Regions from separate parts of the Mustela erminea genome. Here region 1 is linked to region 2. A link is a contact called in public Hi-C data. All regions are on one chromosome and are shown on one strand. The core of a region is the stretch at or near the end of the contact, and the rest is flanking DNA. Distances in the headings are between cores, read along the strand shown. Region 1 overlaps LOC116573339 (a long non-coding RNA gene). Region 2 holds the start of IRF2BP2 (interferon regulatory factor 2-binding protein 2).

Evidence for each region. A called contact is a pair of places that touch in the nucleus more often than the background predicts.
Region 1: a Hi-C map of fibroblasts shows a contact between it and region 2, with 4 times the contacts expected there. The contact joins the enhancer-like site here to the promoter of IRF2BP2 in region 2. A contact is called at or near these places in 2 of 3 Hi-C or Micro-C datasets (fibroblasts and spleen).

The regions. Positions count from the first base shown.
Region 1 is chr14:6,871,983-6,875,906 of mMusErm1.Pri, forward strand. All of the region lies in intron 2 of LOC116573339 (a long non-coding RNA gene), which reads right to left. Among named protein-coding and RNA genes, the nearest start is that of TOMM20, 150 kb to the right of the region's middle. Within about 2 kb of position 2,224, the one cell type or tissue checked has open chromatin away from gene starts, as enhancers often do. A contact at or near this core is called in fibroblasts, where this site is marked.
Region 2 is chr14:6,581,705-6,586,121 of mMusErm1.Pri, forward strand. IRF2BP2 (interferon regulatory factor 2-binding protein 2) reads right to left here and starts at 2,796. Exons shown (of 2, transcript XM_032312292.1): 1 at 1,560-2,796; 2 at 1-928. The coding sequence starts at 2,556. The coding sequence ends at 213. It overlaps LOC116572879 (a long non-coding RNA gene), which reads left to right and starts at 3,032. Exons shown (of 4, transcript XR_004278537.1): 1 at 3,032-4,417.

The DNA of each region.
Region 1 (3,924 bases), core at 974-3,473, 290 kb after region 2:
AAATACAGGATCTGCAGTCCATTGCCTACCCTTCTTGTCAAGAGGATTTCTTGAGCGTCTTCTAGATTCCAAGCACTCTGCCAAGCCCTGAGTACATGTGCCCCTCCTGTGGACACCAGCCCTCCAAGAGAAGACCTACTGCCCCCTCAGTTTTACAGGGGAAGATCTGAGGCTTCAGGAAAGTGAGTTTTTCTCCCGAAGAGATAAGGATGGAACACACGTCCCACTTATTCTGCTCTACACTGCTGACTCTGCAAGTTCACGTCTCTCTCCCTTCCCCTGGGAGTCACTGCAGATCCACCCTGAAGCCGGTGACAACATCAAGGTTCCTATGACACACTCAAATGAAGAAGAACCAGGAAGCAGGGAGGAGGGCTGAGTGCAGGCGTGATTCACAGCAGAGCTTGCCTTCCCTTTGTGATCACTGAATCGTTTCTGGCTGTAACAGTCTGGTGTTAAACAGTAGATGACACAACCCAGTGGTGTACATCCACGAAGACAAAACGAGCCAAAACGTTTGCAGACGGGGTGGGCTGCCCGGGCCCCTGGCCTGACCTGAGCTTCCATGGTGCTCTCCTGACTCATGTCCCTTGATGCAACATCTTCCCATTCAGAGCTTTGAACCCCCTGGGTCAGTTCTTGTCTGTCACCTCTTCTGGTACGAACTTCCAGGTAAGATGAGGAAAAGAAAGGCCACCCAGGTCCCTGCTCAGGCCGGCAGTGGGGCACACGCAGGTGGGTGCGGGCCCTCAAAGCCAAAAACTCCAAGATCCTTGTGTAGCGTCACCCGGAGCTGTGGGGCGATCCCCGGCCACGCATTCCACCTTCCTCGCTGCAGTTTCCCCATCCTTAAAGGGCACTATTCGAGGACCAGGCCTGAAAGAGCCAAATCATATTACCCAGTTAGGGCGGAAAGCTCCCCAAGAGCGCTCTGGAGGCCGGGCCTGCAACCCGCACACACACGGTCTCGCTAAAAGCGCTCTGGTGCGCCCGCGCTCGCCGGCAGTAAAACCCGCCTGAGCGGAGCGGCCTGGCTGGAAACGAACTGCAAATTGATAAACGTTCAGTTGCTAATGCCGTGTTTATTGTTTTTTACTAGGATAAAAATTAACTGTGCGGCCTGGGCCAGAAAACAGCCTGAGCTCTCCCATCTGGGGAGCGGAACCGGGGTCCCTCCGGCCCCGGGTGCGCACAGGTTCCCGCCGATCCCGTCTGCACACAGGCCCAGGTCCGGACCGCACAGCCGGGGGTGCTTCTGGGCAGCACAACCGGACCGGCCACCGCGCCGAAAGGGGGACTGTCCTGAGGGCGCTTCGGCAGCAGGGCCGCTCGTATCACGCCCGGGGTCCTGCACCTCCCAGGGAAGAGTTGCCACACCTGGGCCGGAAGGGCAGTGGACTAGGGCTGGAAGGGCGGCCACCGCCCGCGGTGGGCAGGGCAGGGGGCGCGCGGGCTGGGGGCGCGCGGGCTGGGGGCGGGGCTGGGCGCGCGCAGGGCGGGGTGCAGGGCAGGAGCCAGAGCAGGCCCCGCGGACCCGCCAGGCCCCGTGACGGAGCAGCCCCAGCCCCAGCTGCGAGGCCGCGCCATCCCCCGGGCCCTTCTCCACGGGCTTGGAGCAGCTGGATCCGTTTACTGCAGCCGCAGCGCCTTGCACAAGCACCGGCTGAGTTATTGCTCTTGGAAATCCCCTCTGTTTCGGGGAATCAGGTAGCTTTCAAACTCCCAGTAATTAATGGTCCTTTTGGTCCAGAGAGAATAGCAAAAAAAAAAAAAAAAAAAAAAAAAAAAAAGCCAAAACAAAATAACAGACTGCAGGCTACAGGTTTCAAAACAGGCTGTTCGGTTTGGAGTAAATTAGAGGGAGTGGGTGGCTGAGGTCCCGAGTAATGTTATCCTGTGCCATGTGGTCTTCTTTGACGTCAGCAAGATGTTTCTCCCCCCTTTACCCTTCTCTCCCTCCTCTCTCCTTTCCTTGTCCGCACCCTCCTCCCCTTCCTCCCGCCTTCCCTCTTCGTGTCAGGGAGACAGATGACACAGGGGCGCTCTGGAAAATTGCTCGTGCTTGTGCGAGATAGCTCACAGGCTCTGATAATTCCCACATTTTCAAAAAACATGAAGGCTGTGGGGGAGGGGGCAATTCAGCCACCGTCTACATGAGCAACCAAAAATACATGTGACTCAGTGAGGAAGAGAGGAAAAGCCTGCTGGAAAGCAAACAGCAACCACCGCTGGCTCCACATTCCACAGCCCTTCGTTGTGCCGGATTAGCGGTCCTGTCTGAGGGAGCATTCTTCCTGTGGTAAAGAACGCATTTTTGTCTCCAGCCTGAAATAGAAGCCCAGAGAGCATGCGTCCTGCTCGCCTGCTACTAGATGCAGGGAACCCGGCTGGGCTGCTGTGCACCTTCTCCTGGCTCCCCCCAGATCTCTGCCACCCAGGCCGTTTTTCGGCCATTGTCTCATTAAAGACAGCCAACAGCTGCCCTTGGGTCAACACAGAACTATCTAGAACAAGGGCTCCGGGGCTAAGTAAGCATCTGTAGCCTGACCCTCCAATACCTTTGTTTCCTCTTTAAATGGCTTTTGTCCACCCAAAGGCGGCGTGGCCCGGCCACGGCAGGGCCCTGTGGGCGGCCACATAGTGAGAGCTGGGGGTAGTGGGGGGATCTCCCCAGGTCCTTTATTACCATCAGCCTCAGCAGGATGACTTGGTTTCCAGAATGACCCGACTCTGTCATTTTGCCCAGGCATCTCTTTGGAAGGAGAAATCTGTCCCAGACCTCACATGACGGAAAGTGGTTCCAAGTAGTGCAGGGTAGGGAGCAGGCCCTGGGGCACATGTGGGCCTGATTTTCTCTCTCGGGCACGTGGTGGTTCCTCCCTCCTCTGATCTGGACAGCAAGGGCCTCAGAAGACCTTAGAACAGTTCACGTTTTCTAAACCAGGGCCTCTAAATGCTCCCTGCAGGCATGAAGTTCCCATGAAAAACACACTGGGAATGAAAAATGCGCATACGAGAAAGCAAGTGAGATCACACGAATCTATTCAGTGATTAGACCGGATCCCCGAAAAAAGGCATGGCATTACTATAAGGGGGGCGCTCCTAAGCAGATAACAGCACTTTAGCAAGAGCCCAGGCTAGACCTTTAGCATGAGTGCTGGAAGGACAGAGGAATTAGCAAGCCAACCAAGAGGAGGAATTAACCTGTTTAGAACAAAGAGAAAAGGAGCCCGAACCTTCTGGGAGGGGAGGAGGATGGGGTTAGAACTGTTTGGTTTGAGGAAGAACAGACCAGTGCAGCGTAAACACAAGGCCGGAGTCTGACGTGATGATGAGTGAAATCAGCGACATGAGGGGACATATGTTACACACACTCCGTGTGCCAGACCCCGGACGTCTCCTACAGAACACACTCCTGTTTAGTTCTCGTGGTGCCCTCGGGGTGGGGGGGCGGTGTGCTCTTTGGGGCAACAAGAAAGAGAATCCTGGCCCTGGAGAACTTAGGACAGCTTGAAGCAGTTGTATCCAACCAAGAGCCGGATACAAGGCCGGCCCAGCCTTGCCTCCACTGGTCACGGCAGAGAGGGGACACTGGCTGTCCTTCGGACGTAGTGGCACAGACCCCAAGGGAAGAATGAGGGCTCGTCTGTGGGCAGACAAAGCTGGCCTACCTGCCTCTGCTCTACGGCTCCTTCCTCCCCTCAGAACCACCGGACACATCAAGGAAGCCTTGTGAACCTCACATGTGCTACTTCTGGAAACACCGCTGGCCCTAGCCTCGCCGAGGAACCTCTGGGCTCTCGGGGAAGCACAGTCCAACCTCCTGGGACATTCAGGGACTCAGGTTGGTGACAGGGACACGAAGGGGCCTTTCCTTGGTGGGCCTCTGAGGGAGGAGCAGGGAGCATAGGCTTCACTCAGCCG
Region 2 (4,417 bases), core at 1,546-4,045:
CAGCCATGTTTATGAAGTCTACATTTCCCTTGTCTTGGATATATATATATATGTATATATATATATATATATGTGTGTGTGTGTGTGAGAGAGAGTGTGTGTGTGTGTGTATATATATATATATATATATATATATATATATATGGAGATATATACACAATTCAAGCAGTTTTAGTTAAGGGTAATCATTGGGTTTTTCTGAAACCGAAAAGTCACGAGTCTCTCTCTTTTTTCACTTTCACATCTCCAGCAAGGATGGTTGCAATTTCCCCTTGCATAAAGGCCCAGGGGACATTGGAGCCCACAAGAGGGCATTTTTCCCCACTGGGACAATAGACCTCTCCACTAGCTCCCTGCTGTTTGATGCTTTGTCTGGAGCAAGGGAAGCAGAACTTGTGCGAAGGGACAGACGGGCACTGCACAAAGTGGGTGTCCTCCAGCCGCTCGTGGCAGAGGGTGCAGCATAGAGGGGCGCTGGCTGCCAGAGAAGAGTCTGGGAGGCTGGCAGGATGCACTGGCTCCAGTCCTCCTGTGCTGCCGGCCCCCTGGCCCCCCACCTCTCTGGGGCCTAGCCTTCTTTGGTTCATAGAGGACGGAGAGGGTGGACTGCTGCTATTCCTCCTGGTAGTGGAGTGAACCTGGTTGGCATCTTTCGAGGCATGACTGCCCCCTGCATTGTCTGCTACTAAGATCAGGGCTGCCATGGGCGACTGGCCGTTCTGAGCCGCTTCAGGCGGTGTGGTCCGGTTGGAATGAGGTGAGGCAGTGGGTGGTGGTGGAGACACAAAAGAGGATGTAGGAGTTATGGGGATCTTGAGCCCTTCTGTGGGTGTGGACAGCCATGGCTGTGCCTCTCCATTGATCTTAGGGGGCCCGACTTCACCTTCTGGTTCTGGAGAAGGCTTTCTTTTCCTTGCTGTTCTTGCAACTGGCAGGGGGAGAAAAGAAAAGGGAAAAAACAAAAACAAAATAAACGGATGTGCACCGAAAAGAACGGTTCTTTTACTAACACAAGACTCACTAAAGAATTTGTTCTCTCAAAGCCTGTACAGAAAATCTCACATGAATTTCCAGTGCACGTGCAACTCACAACACTTAAGACTCACGGGGCTCTGGGGCAGGATTTTAAAAGGCCACAGAACGCAGCACCTATGCAACGGCCTGTTTCTACCCAAGCATGCATGTACCCAGGCTGAACTGTGCACACGATCGTCAACATCCCCCAACAGGTTAAAAGGTGGCTGGTGCCCTCACGCTCCCATCCAAGAATGTGCTGGGAAAGGAAAACCCTGTGTCAGTGCCTATCAGCCCAGTCTGACTCATCTCTGTTGTGCTGCTTCAGCACAGGAACACGTTGCCACTAAGCACTGGTTCCGCCTCAGGCAGATCAGGAAGTTGGGTGTTTGTTGTTTCTGGGCTGGGGTAGGATGGTGAATGGAAAGCACACCCCCCTCCTCTGCTCTGCGCCCCCCTTTCTCCCCTAGGGCCCCTCGCTCCACAGCCGCCCCTACCTGCTTTAGACCCGTTGGCCCCGTTGGCCTCGAAACCCAACAACCTGCCTGCAGTCAGGGCCGGCTCCTTCTTAAACTTGCTGTCGAAGGGCCCCGAGTGGCCGTGCTGGTGCAGCGCCAGCAGCGTGTCTCGCACGGTCTTGGGCCGGTTGACCCAGTCCTGCTCTCCGGGCCCGCGGCCTTTGCTCGCGCCCTCGGCGCCCAGCTCGGTGGCGCCGGCCGCGGTGGCGAGGCTGTCGGCCGCGCCGCGATGCGAGGGCGGCGGCGGCTGCTTCTCCTTGGCCGCCGCCTCGCGCTGCTCGTGCTCCACGGCCGCGCTGCTGGACACGGACGCCGGCCGCTTGTGCGAGCTCAGTTCGGCGGGCTGCGCCGAGCCCAGGCCGGCGGCCGCGGCCCCAGACACTGCGGCCAGCGAGGCGGCGGCGCGGCCGCTGAGGCCGAGCGCGGCGGGGAGCGGCGTGGCCGAGCCGTTCATGAGCGGCACCAGGGTGGGCGGCACGGCGTGCCCGCGCCGCGGGTTCGGGCTCTGGCGGTTCAGCTCCGGGGGCTCCTCCAGCTTGGAGAAGCCGTTGGGCACGAGGATGCCGTTCACGGGCGGCGGCTGCGGTGTCGGCGGCTGGGCCAGGCCCGCAGCCGGGCGGCTGCCGCCAAAGTCGGAGCCGAGGCGCGGGGGCCGCTCGGCGGCGGCCGCCAGGGGGTAGCGCTCCAGGGCCTGCGGGGCGCGCGGGGCGGCCTCGGGGCCGCCGTGGCCCAGCTGCTGCTGCTGCAGGAGGATGTCCTTGGCCGAAAGCGGCGGCGGCTTGGCGGCGGCGGGGGTCGCGGCGCCGGGCGGGGAGCGGCCCTCCGGGAAGCAGCCGTGCGCCCGCTTGAGCTGTCGCGCCGTCTCGATGACGAACTCAACGCGGTCGGCGCCCTCGTAGTTGACGCAGCCGCGGCACACGGGCTCGGTGAAGTCCCAGATCATGGCCCAGGGCATGCGGGGCAGGTCACACAGGTAGCACGACTGCCGCCGGGACGCGGCCGCCACCGCCACCGCCGCGGCCATGTCCGAGGAGCCCGCGGCGCTGGAGGTGGAGGAGGAGGAGGAGGAGGAGGCGGAGGAGGAGGGGGCGCCGCCGCTCCCCGCCGGCACCACGCGCGCCCTCCTCCCCCCCCAACCCCGCGTCTCCCCCACCAGCGGCGGCGGCGGCCGCAGAGGCGGCGGCGGCGGCGGCAAAGCCCGCGAAGGCTCGGCGCCCGCGCAGCGCCCCCGGGGCACGAGGGGCGGCGGGCGCGGGGCGAGGGGCTGCAGCCGCGGCAGCACGTCCCCCCGGCCGGCGCGGGCGCGGGCGGGCGGCGGGGCGGCGCGGCGCGGCGGGCGCGGCGGCGGCGGCGGGAGCTCGGCCGGGGCCGCGGCCGGCCTCCAGACCGGGGCGAAGACGGGCCGCGCGGGCGCGGGGGAGCGCAGCAGGTCGCGGCGGCGGCCGGCGCGGAGTGCGGGGCGGGGGGCGGGGAGGCCGGGGGGGCGGGGGGCGGGGGGCGGCCGCCGGGGCAGGCTCAGCCCGAGCGGCGGGGCATGCCGCGCCGAGGCGGCGGCAGCAGCCGGACGGCGTGGAGCACGGGCGCGGCGCGGGCCACGGGTCGCTCCGCTGTTCTCTCACAGCTCCCGGCGTCGCCGCTCTCCAGCGCCCGCGTCAGCGCCCAGCCCGCCTCTGCTCCGCCGCCGCCGTCGCTGCTGCTGCTGCCGCCGCGGCCGCTCCACTTCTACAGACTTGATTCTTCGACAGCCTCGCACGGCGCCTGCGCGGGCCCCCTCCCCTCGCGCGCGCGCGCGCCCGCCCTCCCCCGCGCCCGCGCCCTCCCCCTCCCCCTGCGCGGGGAGAGAACGAGCGCTGCCGGGAGAGCCGGCTCCGAGGCGCCCGCCCGCGGGTCAGCGCCGCCCGAGTGCGCCGGGGCCGGTGTCCCCGAGGGGAAGGCGGCGCGGCCGTCCCAACGCTCGGCTGCCTCCACTACTCGGTCCCCATTCCTCCCCTCCAGGACGTTTGGGCCAAATCGCGCTAGTGCTCGTGTTTTCAAAAGACCCTCGGTGACTGGCGCTGTCAGTCTCGAGAGCGGGAACTGTCAGTGTGGCGTGGCTCAGTTCTGTTTCTGAGGAGTTACGTGTGGACTCACACTGGGCGCTTGCACACTCGCACCCGTCGGGACGCACGCGCGCGCCGCGGTGCCCTAAGTTTCACGAACGGCGGAGTCTGCCCCCGAGCCCGGGGCCGCGTCCGCACGCCGATCGGCCGAGGCCTGGGGACCCTCGCCAGCCTCAGCCCCGCCCTCCCCTCCTCCTCCGCAGTGGCCCGCCCTGCCAAGCGGGGAGCGGCGGGTGGGGGTGGTCCTCGCGGCGCCGGCAGACCCCGCCGCCTCCTGTCGGACCGCGCGGCTGGCGCGTGACGTGGGCGCAGAGCCGCGGGCCCGCGTGCGCCGCCGCCGCCGCCGCCGAGTGCGCACGCTCCGCTCGGACGTGAGTCGGCGCCCCTGGCACTGGCGGCCTCATTGAACGAATGCACATTCCTGGGATCCGGGGTCTACGGCCGGCGCGGTCGCGTCACCGCGCAGGCTCCGCCCCCTCCGGCGACAGAAGGCCTCCGGGCCCCGCCCTCGGGACCAAACTTGGGCCGGAGGGGGCGCGGGCGCCCGGCTCCGCGCGCGCCGTGGGGTGGCCGGCTGGCCGGCCGGGGGGTTGCGCGGGGCCGGGCCGGGCCATCGGCGGAAGTCCCCGGAGCCGTCGTGGGGCGGGACCGACGGCGTGGCCTGGGCCCGGGGGGCCCCCGGTGGGCGCGGACCCGCCTGGCGCGAAGGCGGGGCGCGGCCGCAGAGCCCGCTGGGCCCGCAGCGCTGTGCCGGTGCTGGCGGCCGCGGGCCGTGCCCGGACTGAA